Linked DNA regions of Gossypium hirsutum: region 2 is linked to region 1. Evidence: chromatin contacts called from public Hi-C data. All regions are on one chromosome and are shown on one strand. Each heading gives the region's core, a stretch centred on a gene start, on an enhancer-like site or on the middle of the called end of the contact. The rest is flanking DNA. Distances are from core to core; before and after follow the strand shown. Region 1 holds the start of LOC107888826. Region 2 holds the start of LOC107888763 (40S ribosomal protein S24-1).

Evidence for each region. A called contact is a pair of places that touch in the nucleus more often than the background predicts.
Region 2: a Hi-C map of leaf shows a contact between it and region 1, with 3 times the contacts expected there. The contact joins the promoter of LOC107888763 here to the promoter of LOC107888826 in region 1. A contact is called at or near these places in 2 of 34 Hi-C or Micro-C datasets (both in leaf).

What each region holds. Positions count from the first base shown.
Region 1 is chrA11:109,190,363-109,196,341 of Gossypium_hirsutum_v2.1, forward strand. LOC107888826 reads right to left here and starts at 2,803. Exons shown (of 2, transcript XM_016813058.2): 1 at 2,005-2,803; 2 at 747-1,931. The coding sequence starts at 1,862. The coding sequence ends at 951.
Region 2 is chrA11:109,395,452-109,401,430 of Gossypium_hirsutum_v2.1, forward strand. It overlaps LOC107888763 (40S ribosomal protein S24-1), which reads left to right and starts at 2,156. Exons shown (of 5, transcript XM_016812966.2): 1 at 2,156-2,477; 2 at 2,880-2,921; 3 at 3,028-3,198; 4 at 4,190-4,276; 5 at 4,391-4,629. The coding sequence starts at 2,406. The coding sequence ends at 4,423. LOC107888772 reads right to left here and starts at 1,169. Exons shown (of 6, transcript XM_016812977.2): 1 at 334-1,169. The coding sequence starts at 1,008.

The DNA of each region.
Region 1 (5,979 bases), core at 1,553-4,052:
GTCAAGATTGTGCTGCTATCGAGAGAGGGATTTGATCCGGCTCGGGTTTCTGCAAAAAGAAGTTATGAAGCTAAACTAGTTTCATAGCTAATACCAAGACAATGGTTAAGTGATTCCGACCAGGAAAGCTATTGAACTGGTCCATTCGAGAAAGAGGGCATATTGAACTAATCCTACATCTCAATGCATCCATCGAGCATTTTGACAGTCAATGTCAAAGATTCCCATGGTTATCCTGCTCAAGTCAATGCAAAATTGAAATCACAAGTTTCCCAAGTAATCTCATACAATGATACAATCCGCAAGTAAGACTTTACTAGCAATTGCTTAAGGTTTCGAAGACTAAAGCTATCAGAATTTCATCATCCTCAGTTCAGTTGCCTACCGAGGATTATCATGCAAGAAAAAGTGCCCCGATTTAATGGGAATTTAACATAGATGGCAAAATTAGGTACTGCTATCGAAGCAGACTCAAGCAAATCATGTTTCGAGGGCTAACAAGCTTAACATAGTGTTTTTCATATAACCACAATAACACAAGCATGATTATAGCATCGACCAAGTCTTAGAATTGGCATACTTACATGGTGACGATTCGAGGAGATTTCCGCCTGGCTAGTCAACGTGTGCACCAAACCGGCTCAAACTGCAGCTAAAAGAAGATTCGAACAACCATCCATTGAAGATTTTTTTTCATAAAACAAAATTGAGGATTAAATTTAATGTATCGAGGATATACAGCCAACTAAGAACAGAAAAAATCGTCTTTGATACATTAATAGCTCAAGTTGAGTTAACTCGAGGTCGAAAAACAGAAGATGAACATAAACACAAATGTACCAACTATTAATCAAATTAATTGTAACTAACTCACAGAGCAGACAAAAATCACCACTCGCTAAAAGCTTTTTTGTTAGCATTTGAGAGTCGCGAAGAATTTCACAATCTCTCTACTCATTCTTCCAAGCATACAAAATCAATGAAAAGCCCAGATTCTGCGACTTGGAATCTTGAAATCTCTGCGAGAACGACCACTGCAAGGAACTCGGACTGGCAATGTTTTGGCTAAACCACAACTTCTCTTCCGCTACAATGGATGTTTTGAACATAAAAACGGCACTTCCACCAAGTGATGTTCCAAAGAGCCAATTATGCACATCCCAGTAAACTTCTACAGCCATTCCATCGACCAAAATGGTATGGTTCCCTCTGAACTTCCACCGCAGCCGCTTCACTTGCATCAAAGCCTTTCCATCCACACGAATTATAAGGCAAGGATCTTTCATACCAACCGCGTCACATTCAATTATCAGATCATGAATTCGACCATTATCACAAAACTGCGCCTTGGTACCAAATACCCTCTTCCCAAAAACATGCTCTTTCTTAGCCACTAAACTGGCATTACAAGGGATATGAGTTGCACCAGTTTTCTTACAAGCTTCTTTACTCATGTCCCCAAGAAGCAAAACCATTTGCTTATTAGCAACAACACCAACATAAAACCCCTCGAAAGGTTCAGGCCCGGATCCGAATTTAGCCGAAGAAAGGTCCCAATATACATCTATTTTACAAGAATATGCTTCTAAACTCTTAGACCCTTTTCTCTTAGAGAACAACCAAGGCTTTATATCAACCTTACAAAGACATTGATTTGCAGAATCATCAATCCCTACACTTAAGCCTTGCCCCATCAAGTTCTTGGTCCAAGTAACAGTTATTAAACAAGGCCTACCCCGAATTCGACATTGATAAACACAAGTAACCAAATTCTGTGCATTTTTGCTACTACTTGATGATGATGATGAAGAATCAGCCACTTGCACTCCATTTTCACCAAAACAAGATGGAAAATCCCTCATTTTTTTTTCTTTTCTACTGCAAATCCTTAAAATTCAACTTTTTTTTTCTCTTGTTTCAACTATTATAACCTAAAAAATACACAATTAAAACTTTGAAAAAATAAAGGAACAGAAACAAAGAGTAAAAGAAGTGAGCCCTTACCTTAAACTGACCAGTTATTAAAAACTGCCTCAAAAAACCGGTTGTCTAGGGTTTGATTTGATATAGGACAGAGTATTTTTTTTTTTTAAATAAACTGAAGACACCCATCAACGAAACTTTTTTCCTGAAGTCTGAAGATTTAAAGACAAACTGAGAGAATGTGGGGAGGCATGTTTCATGTAAAGTAGAACTTCAACAAAGAGAGAAGTAGACAAAAAAGCAGAGTTCTTTCACTGTAAATTCTCTGGTATCATTATCAACGAATGCAAATATATAAATTACAAATATTTTTTCTTCAGGAAATATATTTTACCTTCAGATAATGACAGCTTGAAAATAAAAAAGATTCTTTTTTTTTTTTAAAGAAAGGAAAAAATGAAAGATTTTAGCAACTGGGTGTTGCTGGAAAGGCTGGTTTTGAAGATTACTCTTCACTGATAAAAGAAAGTAAAGCCAGAAATATTAAAAATTTAATAAAAAATATTGGATGGAACCTTTTTTTTTCAAGTTTCATTGGACTGTGGAGAATATATATATAGTGAGACTATAAATAAATTGAGCTCTGAGAGGGAGGGGAAAAAAAAAAGAAGTGTTCCACAGGGTGGGTCCAAGAAAACATGGAAAAAAATTGCAATTTGTAAGCACGATTATGTATACATATAAATAATTAAATAAATAAAATCTGGTTTTGATAGTTTAGTATGAAGACATGGTTAGCATGTCATGGTGTTTCATTTTTATGTTTATTTTTCTTTAAAAAAATATTTAAGCTTAGAAAGAGGAAATACACTAAAATCTCGTTGGAAAAATGATAGATTATTTATTTTATAAAGAATAAAATTTTCAATAAAGGAGGGTTTTTTTTTTTGAGAAAGTGAAAGATTTATCAATATTAAAAAAATATATAATAGTAAATTTAGTTTCAATATTTTTTTTGCTTTTTTCTTTTTTTAAATAAGAAATAACTAGAAAGCGAATGTAAAGATAATAAATTTACTAGAAGTAACAATCATAGAAATAGTATCATGGCATTCCACGCTAATTTTTTAAAATTTTTTATTTTTTTAATGTGTATATAATTTTTAAAGTGTTTATTAGCGTAGCATATATATCATAAATAGTATCATATCTAAATGAAGCACAGTAGACTCTTATACGGATTGTCATGTCAACATTATTAAAAAATAATGTTTTAATCACTATTTTCGTTAAAATAAAGGTGATTTGATTACTTTTAAAATATTAATAATCGAATTTAGTTCAAATAATTTAAAAATAAATTGACAAAATATGTAAACATTTATACCGTACTAAAATGAGAGTTTTACATTGTCAAATATCATAGCTTTTAAGTATTGTTGTATAAATCAATTAAATTTCGTTTCTTTATAATAAATCAATCTCATATTTTAAATTTTTATTAAGAGTGTTGTTATATTTCCTCTAGACTTGGACATGTGTCAGCATTTCAAGCTACCTAAGAGACGCTCGCTACCAGCCCTTTGATTATGCCCAGACACCTCAATAACTAGCTTTTCGAATCCTTACTCTCCGTTTGACCCGCGGTCTAGGCAAAGGATCTGGACCACTCGCTTCCTTCTGGAAAACTTGGGCCACTTGCTTTAACACCCCACACCTGACCTAGCCACCGAATCCGAGTATGATGTCTCAAGAAAAGGGCACATTGAAGCTAATAACTTTTGCTCTGCTCTAAGTCTTGAGACAATAACCTATTGTTTCGAGACATAAAAACATCGAAACTAAAATAGGAAAATATAGGAGGCCTGTCTCAAGACACAATCTCTAGACTTGAGGATATTTTTTTCAAGACATGAACTTCATTGTCTCGAGAAATTTAAACTTTGAAACTAAAATACCTAAATTAAAATGAGGTTTGTCTCGAGACAAGAAATCCCTTGTCTCAAGACACAACATTGAGAATTGATAGTTGAGCTTGGATTTGAGTCCTTACATTAAATTTAACCTTTTCTTAACTATGTATTTTGATGAATTTGAAACTTAGACATTATGAATGTGTAATTGCAAATATGATTGGTGATTAAATTGGTTTGAATGATAGTTATGATTTTAATTTCATGATTATGTAATGAGATAGTCTAAGTTGCACCGGCAATGAATATGACATCTTATACTCGGATCTGGCAATCAAATCAAGTGTGGGGTGTAACACCCACTCTCAGGGATAGTCCACCAATTTGTAGAAAATCTTGATAGACACTCGCTTTTTAAGTATGAACACTTCTTAAGTATGAGCACACCTCTGAAAACCATTGGGCCTCACCTGAGCATAACAACATATTACTCTCATAATAGAATAGTGCCCATTATGCATGTCTTGCACGTATTCTGTAATGGTAACCTTTCTACAATAGCTTGTCACGTCACACTAACAGACAAAAGGACGTCTCTTGCAAATACTCTCCTCAATTATAAGAAGGGGATCTTTGGCCTCCTTAGCAACCTTTGAGCACTTATCATCCTCAACCTTCTCCTTATCTTTCTATTTGTCCTTCTGTCTCTTCTAACTCTCCACCTCTCGAGGTGAATCAACCTTCTCAAAACCACTATAGTTCCCTCCATGTTCTCCTCATTGTTGTACATTGTATCAATACTCATAATATAAATTTTATAACTTAAACTTATATATAAAATGTTTCTTAAATTTAAATCACGTATGAGTGTTTGAAAAATCATAATGTAATTGGGTTTTGATATGTATTACTTATGTAATTATTTCAATTCTCACCCTGTAAGACCTTATGGCCAGATCTGGCGATGTCACATGGAATGAGTTTTACAAACTAAGTCGTCACAATAAAACCATTTTAGTTTATTAGCTCTTATTTGTTTTTAACAAATTCAAAAACGTTTATCCAACTCTTAAATTTTTGTATTCATTACCAACACATTAATCCATTTGCCTAAAAATCATTTAGAATAGAAGCTTACGAAAAATCGTGTTATTTTAGCAAAACAGTTCATGATTTAGAAAACCTTGTTTAGAAACATGTTGTTTTAAAAGAAAACTTTTTGGTAAAGCATGCATAAATCGAGCAACAAAACCAAAACCAACAGTTAAAAGTCCATACAGTCCCAGAAAATACGTACTCTCAAATCTTAATGCAAAACTTAAATAAAACTATAAAACCAAATAAAATAGTTTATGGCGAGTGGTCACCGTCGAGTCATCCGCTGCACCGATCCGCCTAACTCTGTGGATTACCTATTCAGAACGGACAGAAAAGCGGTGAGTTTACATAAACTTAGTGTGTAACCCAACAGAATTAGGCATGCACACAACCAGAAAATTAGAATCAGTCACAGATGCATATTCAGGCCTAAGCCCATATCAGGTACAGATACAAACATACAAATCAGAATCAAAAACCACATATCCTACCCCCATCCTCTACACACCATATCCGACCATCCCTACACACCATGTGGGGTTTAAACACCCACCCAGCCCTACACACCATGTTGTACCAACGAGACACATAACAGATATAATGCAGCCATGCTGCCAAATAATAGACATAATCTGCCTTTCAGAACACTTCCTCCAAAATACATCATCCCACCCCAATAACAGTAACAGAATATACATACAGAAGTAACAGATACATCATGTTAAACATGCTTTCGTAAACAGATAACATATATACAAACATAGGCATGCCCATAACTACATTTCAGTCTAACAGACCACTTGGTTTTAGGGTTAGATAGCGTTTACCGACCCTACGATAAGCCTCCAATCGTTTAGGATGACCGGTGAGACCCTACGGAAAATCTAAGTATAATGGCCCCACATGTCCGTGTGGCCTACACGCCCAGGTTGGTCTTGCCCGTGTGACCCACACGGCCTGGCCCAATAATCAACACGCCCGTGTGTCATGCCCTTATGGTCCCACAGGCCCGTGTGGCCCACACACCCCACTTGGCCTAGCCCGT
Region 2 (5,979 bases), core at 906-3,405, 200 kb after region 1:
CGTGTATTTATCCATACATCTGAACACCACTACTTCATATCTTACTTCAACACATCTGATCGGTAGCATTCTCACTCTGAAATTGGATATTAATTTATTGATATGCATCAATGATGCAAAAAACAAAGGAACAAATCCTTAAAACATAGTATTTCTTTTTATCTAAAAACTAGCTTCACCATCATTACAAGGAGATCAGCATGCTTTTTTATGATTAAAGAAAGCAGTTGATTCATTAATGTTAAACATCATTCAAGGACTTTATCACCTATGCAAACATACTTAAAGCAAAAGAATAACTAAAAAGCAATAAAAGAAAATCCAAAAGCTTACCTGAAGCTTAATAACACTAGTCCTTTCGCTAGTAGTGAGCACACTACTCTCAGACCGATCCGAAAGGAACCCGGAGACCAAAACAAAGGCAGCAAACCCAACCAAAATCAAGAAAAAACTCGAGCCGGCACCAACACCTACCCCAACTGCAGGCCCCATGTAAAACCCACCACCTCCGAATGGAGCAGGCGCATAATAAGGAGCCGAATACGAAGAAAACCTCGACCCTCCATTTCTAGGCACCGAATAACTCCTCGAAGATGAAGAACTCGAAGAAAAAGACCTTCCTCCCATCCTCCCACCTGATGCAGCCAATGCTACGTTATTAGGATCATACATTAGCAACAAACCCAATAAAACCGCGGCTATAGCGGGCTTTTTTAACGCGTTCAAAGCTTTTAACATTGTTTGAGAAATAATCTCGAATGGGTTTTTGTCATTTGAGCTGGAACTCAACTGGTTGTTGGAGCCCAAACTCGAGCTCGTCAAATGTTTCCTCTGCTCCGACGAGAAGAAGCATTTAACAGTGAACTTTGCCGAACGTTGACCGTTGAAAGCCAAAGTTCCAGTGAAATGAGATAGGCGAGGAGGAGAAGGAAGAGGCAAATGAAGGGGGAAATAGTGTTTCAAGTTCAAAGTGTTGGATTGGAGCAAAGAAGAAGTAGAAGTTGCCATGGTGAATGGAGAGAGATTATGAGCTTTGGGTGCGGAGATATTTTTTTGAAGAATGAGGGAAGGTGAGATCAAGAAATGATTTGGTTTTGCGGGGAATGAGTTTGGGTGAATGTGATGGTGAAATTTGAGGGAGTTGTGGCCATGATAAGAGAAGGCCGATAGTGTCATTTTGAACCTCTCATCTTCATTTGTAAATTCCCATTCAAAAGTTTTAGGTCTAATTTTGTCTTCAACCCCTCTTCTCTTTAATAATTGAAGCTTTGTCAAAATGCATCCATAAAAAATAATGAGGGTTTTCGTTGCTAAATAAACCAATAATTAAAAATAATAATCATATTTATCTATACTATTATTTAAGTCTTTAATTGAATGTTGGTATCACGAATCAACTGGACACCAACTCGATTAAAGAAATTAGAAAATGTCCTTCTATAATTAAAATAAATTATATTATTCAAGGGCGTTTTAATTTTTTTATTTAAAAGAATCAATAAAAAAACTAGGTACGATTGAATTTAAATCTATACTAATTACATTGATAATATATTATTTTTATCACTAAATCAAAGCTTTATTTTAATAAGATATTAACATTTTTATTTTATTATATATTTTTTATTACTTTCATCAATTAAATACATAATTTTTACACACATGCCCCTGTAATAAAATTTTTAATTAGTACATCATTACTAAGATCACAATCATATTTCAAGATATAGTGAAAAAATTCATGAAAAATTTTAACTAGATTTAGAGTTAAATAAATTTTACAAGGGTATAATATTCTTCCAATCCCTGTACTATTTAGATTTTTTAAAAATTAGTCTCTTTGCTTTTAACCAAAAGAATTTAGTCCCTTTACTTATTTGCTTTTAAAATTAATTTCTAAAAATTTTGAATATATGTTATAATTGTACTTTAATTTTTAAGTCAAACATTTAAATTTTAAAATACCACATATTCAAAATTAACAAAAGTTTATTAACAGTGTCATACCGATTGCAATTTAGTTTTTAAATAAGATAAAAAAAGAACTAAATTCTTAAAATTAAAAGCAGAAGGATTAAAGTTTTAAAACTTTGAAGAGTAAAAGGACAACGAGGCAGAATTAACCCTTTTAAGGGCAGACTCAAGTATTTACTATAGCCATTTGTAGAACTTAACGTTAAAAAAGGGAAGCCCCATTTAAAACCCAAGATGCAAAAACTAAAAAAGCCCAAATTCAAAACCTAAAATAAACCCTAATCAGTGATAAGTCGATTCCATAGGAAACCCTATAAAAACTTGTTTTTTCGCTATTGCTATTCTCTCTCCTTGAACTGCTGCCGCTGTTTGTAACTTTTGGTGCTTCCAGTGCGTCGAAACCAAGAAAAGAGGAAGATATTTGCTTAACCATGGCGGACAAGGCAGTGACTATTAGGACAAGGAAGTTCATGACGAACAGGCTCCTTTCCAGGAAACAATTCGTAAGCTCCATTTCCATTTTTTTCCCGCTCATTTCTTCGTTAACCAAACAATGGGCAACGTTAAATTTTAAGGCTCGGAGCTTATTTCTTTCGTAATCTTTCACATTATTTTCCATTACCTGCTTTCAGTAAGGTTTAGTTCGGCTGTAGATCTGCTCAAAGAAAGAAAATAGAAGAAAATGAGAGAAAATAAGTATTTGTTTTTTGTTAGTTTGCTTGTAGGATGCTTAATTTAGGTCTTTCCTTGATTTGTCATTTGGAAACAAGTGACTTTTTTTTTCTTACTATGAAGCCTGCAATAAAATAAAATTGCTCTTTTGGGAAACTGAAGGTCAGATGAGCTTATATATGTTTGAAATTGTTAACTTGGAAGATGAAACTTGTTATTTACTTGTTTTGTAGATCATTGATGTTTTGCATCCTGGGAGGCCCAATGTTTCTAAGGTAAATGTTTAATGATTCTCAATAACATTGTTTTATTGTCTTAACTTCCAGAAAATTGGACTGCTTGTGTTAACATATCTTTGATTTGTCGATCCTGTATTGTTAGGCGGAGTTGAAGGAGAAGCTTGCTAGAATGTATGAGGTGAAGGACCCAAATTCGATCTTTGTGTTCAAGTTCAGGACTCATTTTGGAGGTGGTAAATCTACTGGATTTGGTTTGATATATGATTCTGTCGAGAACGCAAAGAAGTATGAGCCCAAATACAGACTGATCAGGGTAATTTCTGATGTGTTTTATTTACATTTTCTCTGGATTTGTTAGTGGTGTGTCTGTTTTATTAGTAACTGCATACTGAAGTATTTTTCTCCACATAGTTTTGTTTTTGGTATTCTCAAAAAAGCAATGTTGTGATACTAGTGAGCACGGAGGCAATGTTGCCTTTTAAAAGTAACAAGATGGACTTGGAAGTAGAGCCTTTTTTATAATTTGTACTTGAGTACTGCATGGTTATGAAGAAGACGAGTGGGGGTGATTTGCATTTTAGGTTACTTATTGTAGCATTTACGTCAGTGTAGGTCATAAGCATTTTAATTTCATCAAATTGCATCATTGAATTTCTATTATTAATAAATTAAGTTGTACTAATTCTCATGAAAATGTTGGCTCAAAGAACATGTGGGAAAGCATGAAATCCCGACCTTGGTTTTGTTTAGAGAATAAGTTACTTATGCATGTTAAGATGGCTTTTAAATTAAAATTATTTAATTGAGTTTGCATAAGTAATCTAATATATTAATAATAGGAGTTCAGTGATATAACGTGATGGAATTAAAGGGTTGAGACTTGTATGATAGTTTATGTTTGTTTAGTGATCTGAATGTGAATTACCCTATAATGTATTATGTGACTATGCTGCTTTGACTTTTCACACCTATATCTGACACATACTTGAATATGGATATGAAGGCATGACCTTCGAAAGTCCTTCAAAATTTATAAAAAAATTGAATATACTTTGTATTTGATACTCACTCCTTAGTCCAAGCAACATAGTTATGCAAGGCATTGAACCAGGGCTTTCATCTTTATGTCAGCATAACTATGTAATGTTACTTTAACCTTCTGGGTTTTCTTGCAGTTATTTTCTTTTGATTCCCTATCACATACTTATTGTCTTTTCATTGTTATTAATTCCGTTTGAATTGGTTTCTTTTAAGGGCATCAAAGGTACAATGCAAGACACTAATTATTTGTGTTACTATTTCAGAATGGACTCGACACCAAGGTGGAGAAATCAAGGAAGCAAATGAAGGAAAGGAAGAACAGGGCTAAGAAGATCCGTGGAGTAAAGAAGGTAAGATTAAATTATTTCTTTGTTCTCATGTTAGTTTACCTGAACTGATTTCACTTCCGAAAAATTTGATGATCGATGAGGGTCAATTTTCTGACCATTTTGCTTGTTCTGTAGACCAAGGCCAGTGAAGCAGCAAAGAAGAAGTGAGCTAAAAGGGATGAAAGAAAAGGTGAAATCTATGTCTATCTTAGGGTCAGTCTTTTTCAACAGCTTTTGTTTACTAGCCTTGCCTCAAGTGTTTAGGTGTCCTTGAACCTGATTTACCTTTTTGTTTTCGAAAGTGGATTTTGATGTTGTATTATCTGATTGTTCTAATTTGAGTACTCTTGCAGTGCAGAATTTTGAAATATTTAGATCATATTCTTTTTTTGGAGTAATTATTTGATGATGTGAAAGATCACACAAATTAAGATTTGTTTTCTTTGGGTGCCGTTGTGTTGAAGAGAACCTATGGGTGCCTCTTGAAGTTGTTGAAGAGTGAGATTTATGGCATGCTGAAAAGTGAGTGCATGTGGAAATTCCTGTTGTTGAGAAGTAGAAGGCATGAAATGAACCCACAACTTCTAGGATTTAGAGCAGGTTATGGGATGCTAGTTCAAGTAGTGTTTTGGGTTCGAACCACTTTGTGCTCTTCAAAGCCACACCACTTTCTCTTGCTTTTCAGCAGCCATGGTTCAGCCCTACAAAGGCTAGAAGAGGTGAGAGTCTACTTAAATGACGCCCAAAGATATACTTTTTGTGGATGTTAAATTGATAATGCTAATGAAAATTACTTTGTAGAATTATATTTTCAGTCCCTCTCAAATTTATTAATCAATTTGGTCTCTCAAAAAATTTGAGCAATTTAATCTGTCAATTTCGAATGTTAACATCTATGTACAATTAATCTTTATTTTAATATTTTTGTCAAATTTACGCAATTTTAATTGGTATAATAAATTTAGCTCTTAAAAAATATGCATTTTATTTATTTTTATGAAGTTCTTTTATGTGTATTGTTTTTGGTTTTTTAAGTATCAGGATCAAATAGATCAAAAATATTTAAGGAAAGCAATAATTGTTTTTAGTCGATAAGTTATGAAATTTAGAGGGGTCAATGTGTTTAATATTGAAATTGAGAGGGTGGTTTTTAGTAAATTATTTATATGCCGACATAAAAGGTGGAAAAATTCGGCAGAATCACATTCGTAGGGGGAAATATTTAGCTTGTAGGATTAGATATAAGTGTTAATGTCCATTTACAAATTTATTTTAAAATGACTCTCTATTTTGTTGAACCTAAATTCCTTGGTTTGAATTTTTATTAAAGGCCATTCAGTATGGGCGTTTCCTTAACTTGTTGGAACTCTTCCAGCTTTCCACCATGTTTCGTGGGAGCAAAGAACAACCTTCCCTTCTATATGAAATTTCGCCATATATATATATATCAATGTTTTAAAAATTTTATTAATATTTAGATATATAACATATTTTAATACTTATATAAACAATTTTATCATTCAACATGTCAACATTGGCATATGCGAAAAAAACTTTCAATTTTAAAAAAATTGAACTTTTTTTGAATTTCCAGTTAATGGAAGGAGTTATTTAATTTTTTTGAGTCAATTTGAGTTGAATTTTACAATTCAAATAATGGATTAATATAAATATCCTTTTGGTCATATATAAAGAAAATTAAAATTTTAATTTTTTTATAAAAT